2 separate regions of the Mus musculus genome follow, and region 2 is linked to region 1. Evidence: chromatin contacts called from public HiChIP or PLAC-seq data. All regions are on one chromosome and are shown on one strand. Each heading gives the region's core, a stretch centred on a gene start, on an enhancer-like site or on the middle of the called end of the contact. The rest is flanking DNA. Distances are from core to core; before and after follow the strand shown. Region 1 overlaps Parva (parvin, alpha). Region 2 has its middle 16 kb from the start of Gm33659.

Region 1 (4,511 bases), core at 1,055-3,554:
GCATGCCTATAATCTCAGACTTCAGAAGGTAGAGGCAGGAAGATCACGAGTTCAAGGTCAGCTTCAGCTATAAGAGAAGTTTATACTAGCCTAGGCTTCACAAAGTAAACTGGGCTCTGTGGCAATTCAAGTAGTTAGGAGCCCAGGACAGAGGGATCTTGATTTGAGGTCAATCTGGGCTATGCAGCAAGAGTGTTAAAAAAATAAATAATTAGTCACCACCACCACCAGAGAAGGGGGGAAATTTCTAATTTCTTAATGTTTAACTCAGTAATTCCATCCCATGAAATCAACCCTTACAGAAGTAATATTACATGTGGGAAAATATTTCTAGAAACAAAGCTATACCCATAGCATTTCTGTAATGGCAAATACATGGAGATTTAACTACTGGAGGAACAGTTGGCAAGCTACAGCATGTCTTCCAGGCAGAATATTATTCCATCACAGTCAATTAAAGTCATCCCCCTGTTCACGGGAGCATGGCAACCGGAAATGCCATGGGGGGGGGGGCGGTTCATAGAAATGTGTATTCATATGAAAAAAAAAAACTACAGTAGTAAAACCCATGGGAAATACTGGGGATGAATAAGCTAAGTGCCAAGTGTGATTGTGTCTGTGATGGTGACTCAGGGTGTGTGCAGCCCTGGCCTGTGAGGTGAGGTGTCTGTTATGAAGCCTTGACAGATAAGAAAAGAATGTTAGAATGAATAGATAGGAACACACACGCACACACACACACGGAACTCATCTAATAGAGTTGGGTGCAAACCAGCTTGACTCCAGTTGTCCAACTGGAGCCCCAGGAAAGCCAAGCTGTGGAACAAACATATACCCAGGACATCCAGTCTGCAAAAATCAAGAACCTCAAAGCTGCCCCAACTCAATCTACACAGACTCCTGTATACAGTTCCATTTCTTTATGTTATCTTGTTATCCTGAGAAAAGTAACAGTTGGGTTTTTTTTCTTTGTTTTGTTTTGTTTTGTTTTGTTTTGTTTTGTTTTAATTAAGAGAATAAGAAAAACATCCTTTCCTGGCTCATACTTGAAAACTCTCCTATGGAAACGTAGATACGCTGAGAGGCAGGATAACCTAATGGTTAGGGGACATTAGGTCCTAGAGTTGACAGCCTTGCTTTGAATGCTATGCTGGCCCCACCACTTACAGTGAGCTGATTACTCCAGCTCTGTAACTCAGTACACAGAAGGAGATAAAAGCAAAGCCTGAGGCCACCAAGAGGCACAGCTGGTAAAGGAGCTTGCCACCAAGGCTGATGACCTGAGTTTGGTCCCCTGGATCTACTTAGCAGAAGGAGAGAATTGACTCCTGTAAGCTGTCCTCTGACCCCTCATGCATGTACAGCATACAGTAAATAAGTGTAATTAAAATAGCAAAATCCTACCTCACAGCTAGTCATTTAATGGGATCCAATGAATCTATCTTTCTGTGTAATATACATTTCATATAACTGTGACCTCTGCAAGCTCTTTACAGTATATTCCAAGCTTTAGGGGAGGGTGAGGCCAAAGGGAAGGTTGAAACACCAGCACAGTAACAGCACACATTTTTGTGTGGCATGCCAAGACCCCAACATGAACTCATTACTAGCTGTGTTAGAGACCGCTCTGTTGCATCCTTGTATAGAAATAATACACACATACAGAGAAAAGCTGGGATTAGGCCTGACAGAGACGATCAGCATGTTTATTATACACAGGCAAACAAGGAGGCAGGCTTAGCTAGTCTCCACACAAGCAGCCTGTGTAGGGGAGCAGTCTTCAGGACATCAGCACGCGGAGCAGGGAGAAAGTTACAGTGGGCATTTTCTGGAGCGACTGTGAGTATCCACACATGGACAAGAGGAAGGTTCTACCATCCTCTGAGCCTCACCCAGGGAACGCTTTGCCACTTCCATGGGTCTGAGACACTGGGGTTCTTGACAAGGCTGTGCTCATGTCAAACAATACCCTTCTTCAGTCGCTCCCCAACATTGCTTCAAGGCCTTTTGATCCCTGTTTAGAAGATGGAAAACTGACATTCAAAGAAACAAATGATATGGCCAGGCCCAAGCAGCTCTGAGGTCTGTGTCCCTCCAGAGGACCAGTCCCTAGAAGCTAGGCTGAAGAGGAAAGTGTGGTGTGTCTCCTTCCCAAGATGGAAATTCAACTCCAGGGCTGTTCCTTCCAGGGCATCTGCAATCCCCTCCCTGGGGCTAACACTCAGCAGTTGGCCTTGCTGCCCCTGGTAGGATAATAGTCTCCGGGTGTGAACTCAGCAGGCAGGCAGTTCTTGGAATGTTCTGGGAGGATGCAGGGGCTCATGAGTCACTCTGCCCTTCTCTCTGCTCCTTCTCAAGGCCCTGGATGTCATTATCCCTGTCACTGGGTTTTCTGCTGCTGGTTGGCTGCACAATTATCCCTAAAAGGAAATCAGTCTTAAGTCTCATCTCTAGCCAAGTGCACTGCAGGAGGGCAGGAGAGCCCTGCAAACCTTCCAGGGCGCCTGCCTGCAAGAACTGGAGAGGCAGAGGGGCTCCGACTGGCTGGCAGCTTTGGATCTCCATAGGGCTAGAGGCTTCCTCCAATCAGAACCCTGGACCCTCTGCATCAAAGGCAAGCATGCCACAAGAACACACAATCTCTAAATATTTATCCCAAAAGTCAAGAGAGAGCCCAGTCGGCAAAGGCTGGGAAACCAGAGGCAGTCGGCCTGGGAGAAGAGGGAATGCTAGAAACACAAAGGCCTTTTGCCTTGAACTCCAGAAATGTCTGTGAACACTAAATGCTGGAGACAGGATCTTAGGAATTCATCACTTAGAAATGTATGGGCACATCCCCAACAAAACCAGAGCTCAGGGGGACTCAAATGACAGGTCTTCTTCACAAGAAAAGTTATAATTCTGTATTAAGTTTTAATTTTTTTGAGTCAGAATCTCACTATGTAGTCTAGGCTAGCCTCAGACTTCGCTGCATCAAACCAGGTATGGATGCCACATGCTTATAATCACAGAATTTCAGAGGCTGAGGCAGGAGGGTGACAAGTTCATGACTAGCCTGGACTGTATACTGATTCATTCTCGTTCTCTCTCTCTCTCTCTCTCTCTCTCTCTCTCTCTCTCTCTCTCTCTCTCTCTCTCCAAACCAACAACAAAATCTTGCTATACAGAGTCTTCGGCAAATGCCAGGCTTTCTGCCTTGCCTTCTGAATGCAGAAGGCAGGACTGAATTCATAGGAAGAAAAAAAAACAATTGTTTTTAGCCCTGAAATATAAAGTATAGGGATATTTGCTTATAGCCACCCCACTACCTGCATCTCCTTCCTGAATACCAAGCTGGACATATATAGCTAAATTCAAACTCAAAAAACTTGAGACAGCAATTCTACTTCTAAGAATTTATGGTTGGTAACGGAGACCAGCAGAAGGAAGGTGGGCAGATGAAGACAGCCACAGGGAATATGAACAAAGTTTAGTCTTATAACACATATACATGTATATATATACACATACACTATGATGAAATACATTATTTTATATTCTACCTAAAAAAATAATAAAGAAGGAATTCATGGGGCTGGTAAACTGAAATAGGATACTTTTATTTGTTTGCAAGCAGGCTTAATGCACCATTGTTTGGAGCAGTAAATCGTTACAAAAAGCTTAAGTGCCTGGCAATAGGAAACGGTTTGAATACCTTCTAGCAGGGTGTGACTCTGTCATACAGTACACCAAGCTGCTGAAAAATGAGACCACACCTGAAAGGCACCAAGACCAGTAACAACCAGAAAAGAGTAGCCAGCCATCTAAACGCTGTATTGATTATTCTTGTCGGTGTGAGTTGTGGGGTCAAACTCAGGTCTTCAGGCTTGCATAGGAAGCTTCTTTACCCACCCAACCGTCTTCCCAGTTGGCTAAACACTTTTAACACATGATTGAAGCACTAGGATTTTCTTTTCTATTTTCCGTTCGTCTGTCATTCTTTGCTGTTAGTGTTTTGAGACAAGGTCTTACTCTGTGTCCCAGGCGGAGACTTGCATCCATCCTCGCAGATGGACCTCCCAAGCTGGGATCACCGGAGTTCCATCCTTGCCTGGCTCACAGCTATGTTCGCATGTACACTACCACTGCCTTTTAAGTCCTGCAGTGAGGAATAAAGACGGGCCCGAGCTTTCCAGTCAATACTCCTGACCCCAGGAGCCGCAGAGACAGCTCACTGGTCAAGAGCATGCTCTGTTCTTGCAGAGGGCTTGAGTTCAGTTCCCAGAACTCAAATCAGGAGGCCCACAACCCTCCCTAAATCCAGCTGCAGGGGGTTTGATGACCTCTTCTGGCTTCCAAGGACATCTGCATTCAGGTACACATACCCACACACAAATACATAAGGAAGAAAAAGCTTTAGAGGAACGGAGTGCCGCACACCTTTGATCCCACTGCTCAGGAGGTAGAGACAAGTGGATCTCTGTGAGTTCAAGGCCAGCCTGGTCTACATATGAGTTCCAGGACAGCCAGAG
Region 2 (4,875 bases), core at 27-2,526, 710 kb before region 1:
ACAGCAAACTCTTATCCACATGGGCCACGAGTGACTGTAACACAAGCAGAAAACACCCACGGGAGAGGGCCATAGCATGGCAAGCTGACTACTACGATTGGATTAAGGCCTAGTGGCTTGTGGTCTGCCTGGAGAAGCAGCACTAGATTCTCTGTCCAGTCTCCAGGAAACCCTCCACATCCTTAGGAGACCACCATTGCCTCTCACGTCAAAGGCTGTTTCCAGCTAGGACAAGTAAGACATGTGGCACCTGCTCAGAGAGTCATGAATGACTTGTGTGTGGTGTCTAAAACATCTCAGAAGTCAGTGGATGTGTCTTTGGAAACCTCCAGAAACTTCCATGATCTTAGACATTACCTAACAGATAAAATATTTGGGTACCCTAGTTCAAATGTAGGTTCAGTGCTCTAAGGCCAACTGCTTTAAACACAGCCTAGTTTGCAATCTTTTGCCAATAGGCTTTGAGGGTTTTTGACTTCAGGCTATCTACTGCATTATTTATACCATGTACTCTCACCTTCCCCGAGAGCCAAAGCTTAGTACACATGAGCAGTATGCTGCAGACGAGCCTGACTGTTGTATGCTCACACTGCCTGTTAGTAGTGCAGCTGGGGTGTGAGTCAAGCCCAGCCTCTTGGAGACCAGAACCTGAACTCTTGCTTGTGACCAATGTGGAAGAAGCCAGTGATTAGCCACTTCATGCAGCTGCCTACCTGGAGGACACAGCTTATAGCTAGAGGGTACCGGATAGGAGTCTCCTTTCTTCCTTTCCTTTGATCTGAGGTCATGCTGTGTGAGACCTGACAATCTCTAACTTTCCCAAAGTGCTCAATCTCTCTCTTTCTCTCTCTCTCTCTCTCTCTCTCTCTCTCTCTCCCTCACAAAAGGAGAAGGTAAACTGGTTTATATTCTTTGTAGGAACAAATATACACAAAAATCTATTGGGAAAAATTAGAATATGTCCGGACAGTCAGACACATATCTATGAACCCAGCACTTGGGAAGAAGAGTCCATAAGACTGAGAATTCAAGTTCACTCCGAGCTACACAGCAAGATAAAGGTCAGCTGCTGCTTCATAAGCCCGGTCTCAAAACAAAAGCAAAAACAACTAAATAAGTGAAGGAAAGAAGAGGAAAGAAAGAGGGAAAAATGAAAGTAATAAAAAAGAGAAAGATAGACAAAAGCCAGCCCCCTGTCTTTCTAAGCAGGGATACTCCAGTCCTCTTAATGGCTACCGAGTTTCTGGTACATCTAGCCAAGTGTGATTTGCAATGAGACGTTTAATATAGCGCCACTCCTTTTCCTGACTCACTAAAAATGAGATCATCTTGAACATCAGACTAAAGTAAGGAATTTCCAAACTGAGTTTGGCATTTGGCTGTTCTATCCTAATGTGTCTGCATCTCGTCTTTGGTAGAACAAAAGAAGGTTCCCAGATGGTGAAGCGACCTGGCCAGACAGCACAGCCACGCAAAGGGCTACCACCAAAAGCTCAGCTTCATGTGATATGGGCGCTCCGGTACAAAAGCTCTGTTCACAGACCTGCACCGTGCCATCACCCTGAGACTGATATGGACCCACAACAGGCACTCTAACCACGAGGACTTACTCCCCATGGGCAGAGTGGAATCTGGTAGCAGCACCCAGCCTAAAAGGAGCAGATCTCAAAGCTAAGAGTGAGAAGAAGCAAAACAGAACGGACGCGCTTCCCTGGAGACAAGCATCTCAGTTCCCATGCAAAGGAGGGATATTACAAACCATTTAAAATTAGAGGCTATAATTAATGTTAAGCTAGTTAAAAATGTGAAACAACAATGTAAAGATAAAAGGCAAATAATACACAGAGAAAATATTTGCACCAAAGATCATTCAACCGTATGATACATGAAGAACTCAAACCTTAAAAGGAAAACAAACCATGGGCTCCATGAAATGGCTCAGTAGATAACGGGCTTGCTACCAAGTCTTCAGACCCGAGTTCAAGTCCAAGGGCCCTCATGCTAGAAGGTGACCATAAGTTCCTGCAAGGTGTACTCTGACTCCTACACAAGTGCCATGGCACTAGCACCTCCACACCCCCACATGTCACCCCTAGTTCCATAGATGAGGAGTAGGTTTGCACCCTAGATATCTGAACTGACTTAGGGTTCTTTGAGCACAACGCGCTAGGGCCCAGGCTCTGGGTTCGGGTCATATAGCTTCTGAGAGGATGACATTGCATGGTGCTAGATACATTGTTTCCACTATTGCATGGTGCCAGATACATTGTTTCCACTAAAAAATATCCAACAAAGAAACAAACAAACAAACAAAACCTGGGAGATGGTAATTTTGTCTAATTCAAGTTTGGTTGTGGCATTTTGCATGTCAAAGTAAGCTGCATGCCCACACATGGCAATCTCCCAGGAACACTTAGCAGTGACCATAACACTTTGTGGGTTGCTTTCTGTGTCTCCATAGCAATTCTGATGACCAGCGTTGATGCACCAGCCACATACATCATTCATTTTGCCAGTTAGTCAGATCTGCCCTCTCCATGGAAAAGTAAAACAAGGGCTCGCCAGACATCCTGGCAGGTGAAGGTGCTTTGTCTCACAAGTCTGGTGATGCAAGTTTGAGCCCATGGTGGAAAGAATGCCATATGCACTCTGTGGCACAGGGATGCACACATTCCAACATGCATGGCATTCCCTAATCAGAATAAATAAAATGTTTTTTAAAGGAAAAAAAAAATCAAAGCAGTTGAGGAAGGGTACACGGTACTGCCACTAGAGGGAGTGTACAGTCAGTGTCAACATATCTTAGACCCTAGGGCAGGCAGTTTGTGCAGCTGAGGCAGCCTTCTGCAGATGGTCTGCAGTGCTCGGGAAAGCCTGCCGCGATATGTTCTTGTTTGAGTGACTACTATGAGACGTGGAAGCAGCGTTGCACACGGGTGATAGCTCTGATATATTGAGCACCTACTGTGTGCTAGGTTCTGTATCTGGAAAGCAGGAATCATAACTTTATTTGTACACAAGGTTTTGTGAGCACTTTAAGAGGCGGGGTGATGAGTGTTTGAGTAGCGAGTGCTTCAGACGAAAACCTTCAGGGCAATGTTCACAGTCACTGGACTTCCTCCTGGCTGACAGTCCTGTTGCTGGAGACACCACACATAGTCGCCTCTCCTTCTGCTGCCTACATCCAACCCATCTCTCATCCTTCTGATGGTGCCGTCTTGACCCTGTGGACTGGAGCCCTATTCTGCTCACTACCAGGTTCAGTGAGACCACAAGTCACTTTACTTCTGGCAGCTCAGTTTGCTCATCTGCAAAGTGGGGTGATACTTCTCTTAGGGACTTTGTGGGGATCTAATAATGTTTCCCAAGTCGAGTTCTGGGCACACAGAACTCAGTAGTATGAACCTATTATCCTAAAAACAGATCATGGATGTGTCTTGATCAATGCCACTGACATTTCTACATATACCCTTCTTTCTGGCAGTCTTTGACAAAAGAAATGTAGCAGAAACCTAGGCGTTGACAGCCTGTCTTTGGCCTCTTTGTAATAGGCCATTTCCCTAACTCAATGCTGTATAAAGCAGTGGAGCTTCTGAATTCATTGACAGTGTCTGTCAGCGAAGAAATGTCAGAGCTTTTGGTTCCAACTGTCCCCATGCCGTCCTCTGGCTTTCCCTGGGTGAGCGGTAACATTTTCAAATGGAGAAAAATCTCCTGGTAATGTCGCTGTCCTCCCCCAGAGCAGATTTACAGCAGAGTGGCTGGCATTTTCACAGACTCTGCGCTTGTCAGTGTCAGCTTTTATATGTCCCTGGGTCCCCATACATATGTATATATAGGCATCATTTGAATCCCCAGCGAACAAAGGCTCTTTTTCCAACTTGGAGATATTTTAAAAGATCTCTCCATTTCATCTATTTTTAAGTGTTTGTGTGATTTAAGGGTATGCTAATATTAGGGCCCGAGGAGCTGGCTCAGCGGCTAAAGCGCTTGTTGCACAAGCTTGAGGGCCTGAGTTCACATCCTCAGTGCCCAGGTAAAACGGGGCACAGTGGTGCGTATCTGTAACCCCAATGCTGGGGTGAGCAGAGACGGATGGATTCTGGGGCCTTGCTGGGTAGCCAGCTAGCTAAATTGGCAAGCTCTAGGTTGAGTCAGAAACCCTGTCTCGGGAGGCAGAGACAGGTGGATTTCTGAGTTTGAGGCCAGCCTGGTTTACAAAGTGAGTTCCAGGACAACCAGGGCTACACAGAGAAACCCTGTCTCAAAAAACCAAAAAAAAAAAAAAAAAAAAAAAAAGAAAGAAAAGAAAGAAAAAAGAAACAACAAACAAACAAACAAAAATCATGTGGACAGTGATAGAGGAAGACATACAACATTAGTGGCACACTCAGAGGTGAGTACACCCCTCTCTGCCACGCAAGTCACCTCACATGATACAGGGGAGGACAAAATACTCAGCTTCTAGTGGCCAGTCATGCAGGTACAGTAGGCACTTTCTAGACAACATTTTATCTACCCACAGGAAAGGCATGTGTTATCTTGTGTTTACAGAAAGGAAACTCTAAGGCTCAGCAAGATGAATTACTTATTCAAAGTCACGTGCACGCGCGCGCGCGCGCGCGCGCGCGCACACACACACACACACACACACACACACACACACACCCTCGGCGTATCTGTAATGATGGATTTCTTTGCTAGTGGCATTTTATTTTTCCAAGGGCCGCTTTCTTCCCTAGTGTCCAAATGTGAGGTGGAGACCATTAACCTGCACAGAGTATGAGGTGTGGGAAACTGGAGATATTATCCTCCATTTTCTCACTGATGTTCTTTATGGTCTTGGGCCAATCATCAAAACTGCCCTATGGTGTC

What was found. HiChIP or PLAC-seq counts read pairs in DNA pulled down with a chosen protein or histone mark.
Region 2: a FOXA1 HiChIP or PLAC-seq map of pancreatic cancer cells shows a contact between it and region 1. The contact joins two enhancer-like sites. A contact is called at or near these places in 3 of 115 datasets of contacts at active chromatin or transcription factors (extraembryonic endoderm stem cells, fibro-adipogenic progenitors and pancreatic cancer cells) and 1 of 9 other capture datasets (embryonic stem cells).

What each region holds. Positions count from the first base shown.
Region 1 is chr7:112,451,899-112,456,409 of GRCm38.p6, reverse strand. All of the region lies in intron 1 of Parva (parvin, alpha), which reads right to left. Gm45998 (a long non-coding RNA gene) reads right to left here. Exons shown (of 2, transcript XR_001778261.2): 1 at 1-4,511. Among named protein-coding and RNA genes, the nearest start is that of Gm45998, 2.7 kb to the right of the region's middle. Within about 2 kb of position 2,304, at least 116 of the 459 cell types and tissues checked have an H3K27ac peak or open chromatin away from gene starts, as enhancers often do. A contact at or near this core is called in fibro-adipogenic progenitors and pancreatic cancer cells, where this site is marked.
Region 2 is chr7:113,165,267-113,170,141 of GRCm38.p6, reverse strand. No RefSeq gene overlaps it. Among named protein-coding and RNA genes, the nearest start is that of Gm33659, 16 kb to the right of the region's middle. Within about 2 kb of position 1,276, at least 40 of the 459 cell types and tissues checked have an H3K27ac peak or open chromatin away from gene starts, as enhancers often do. A contact at or near this core is called in fibro-adipogenic progenitors and pancreatic cancer cells, where this site is marked.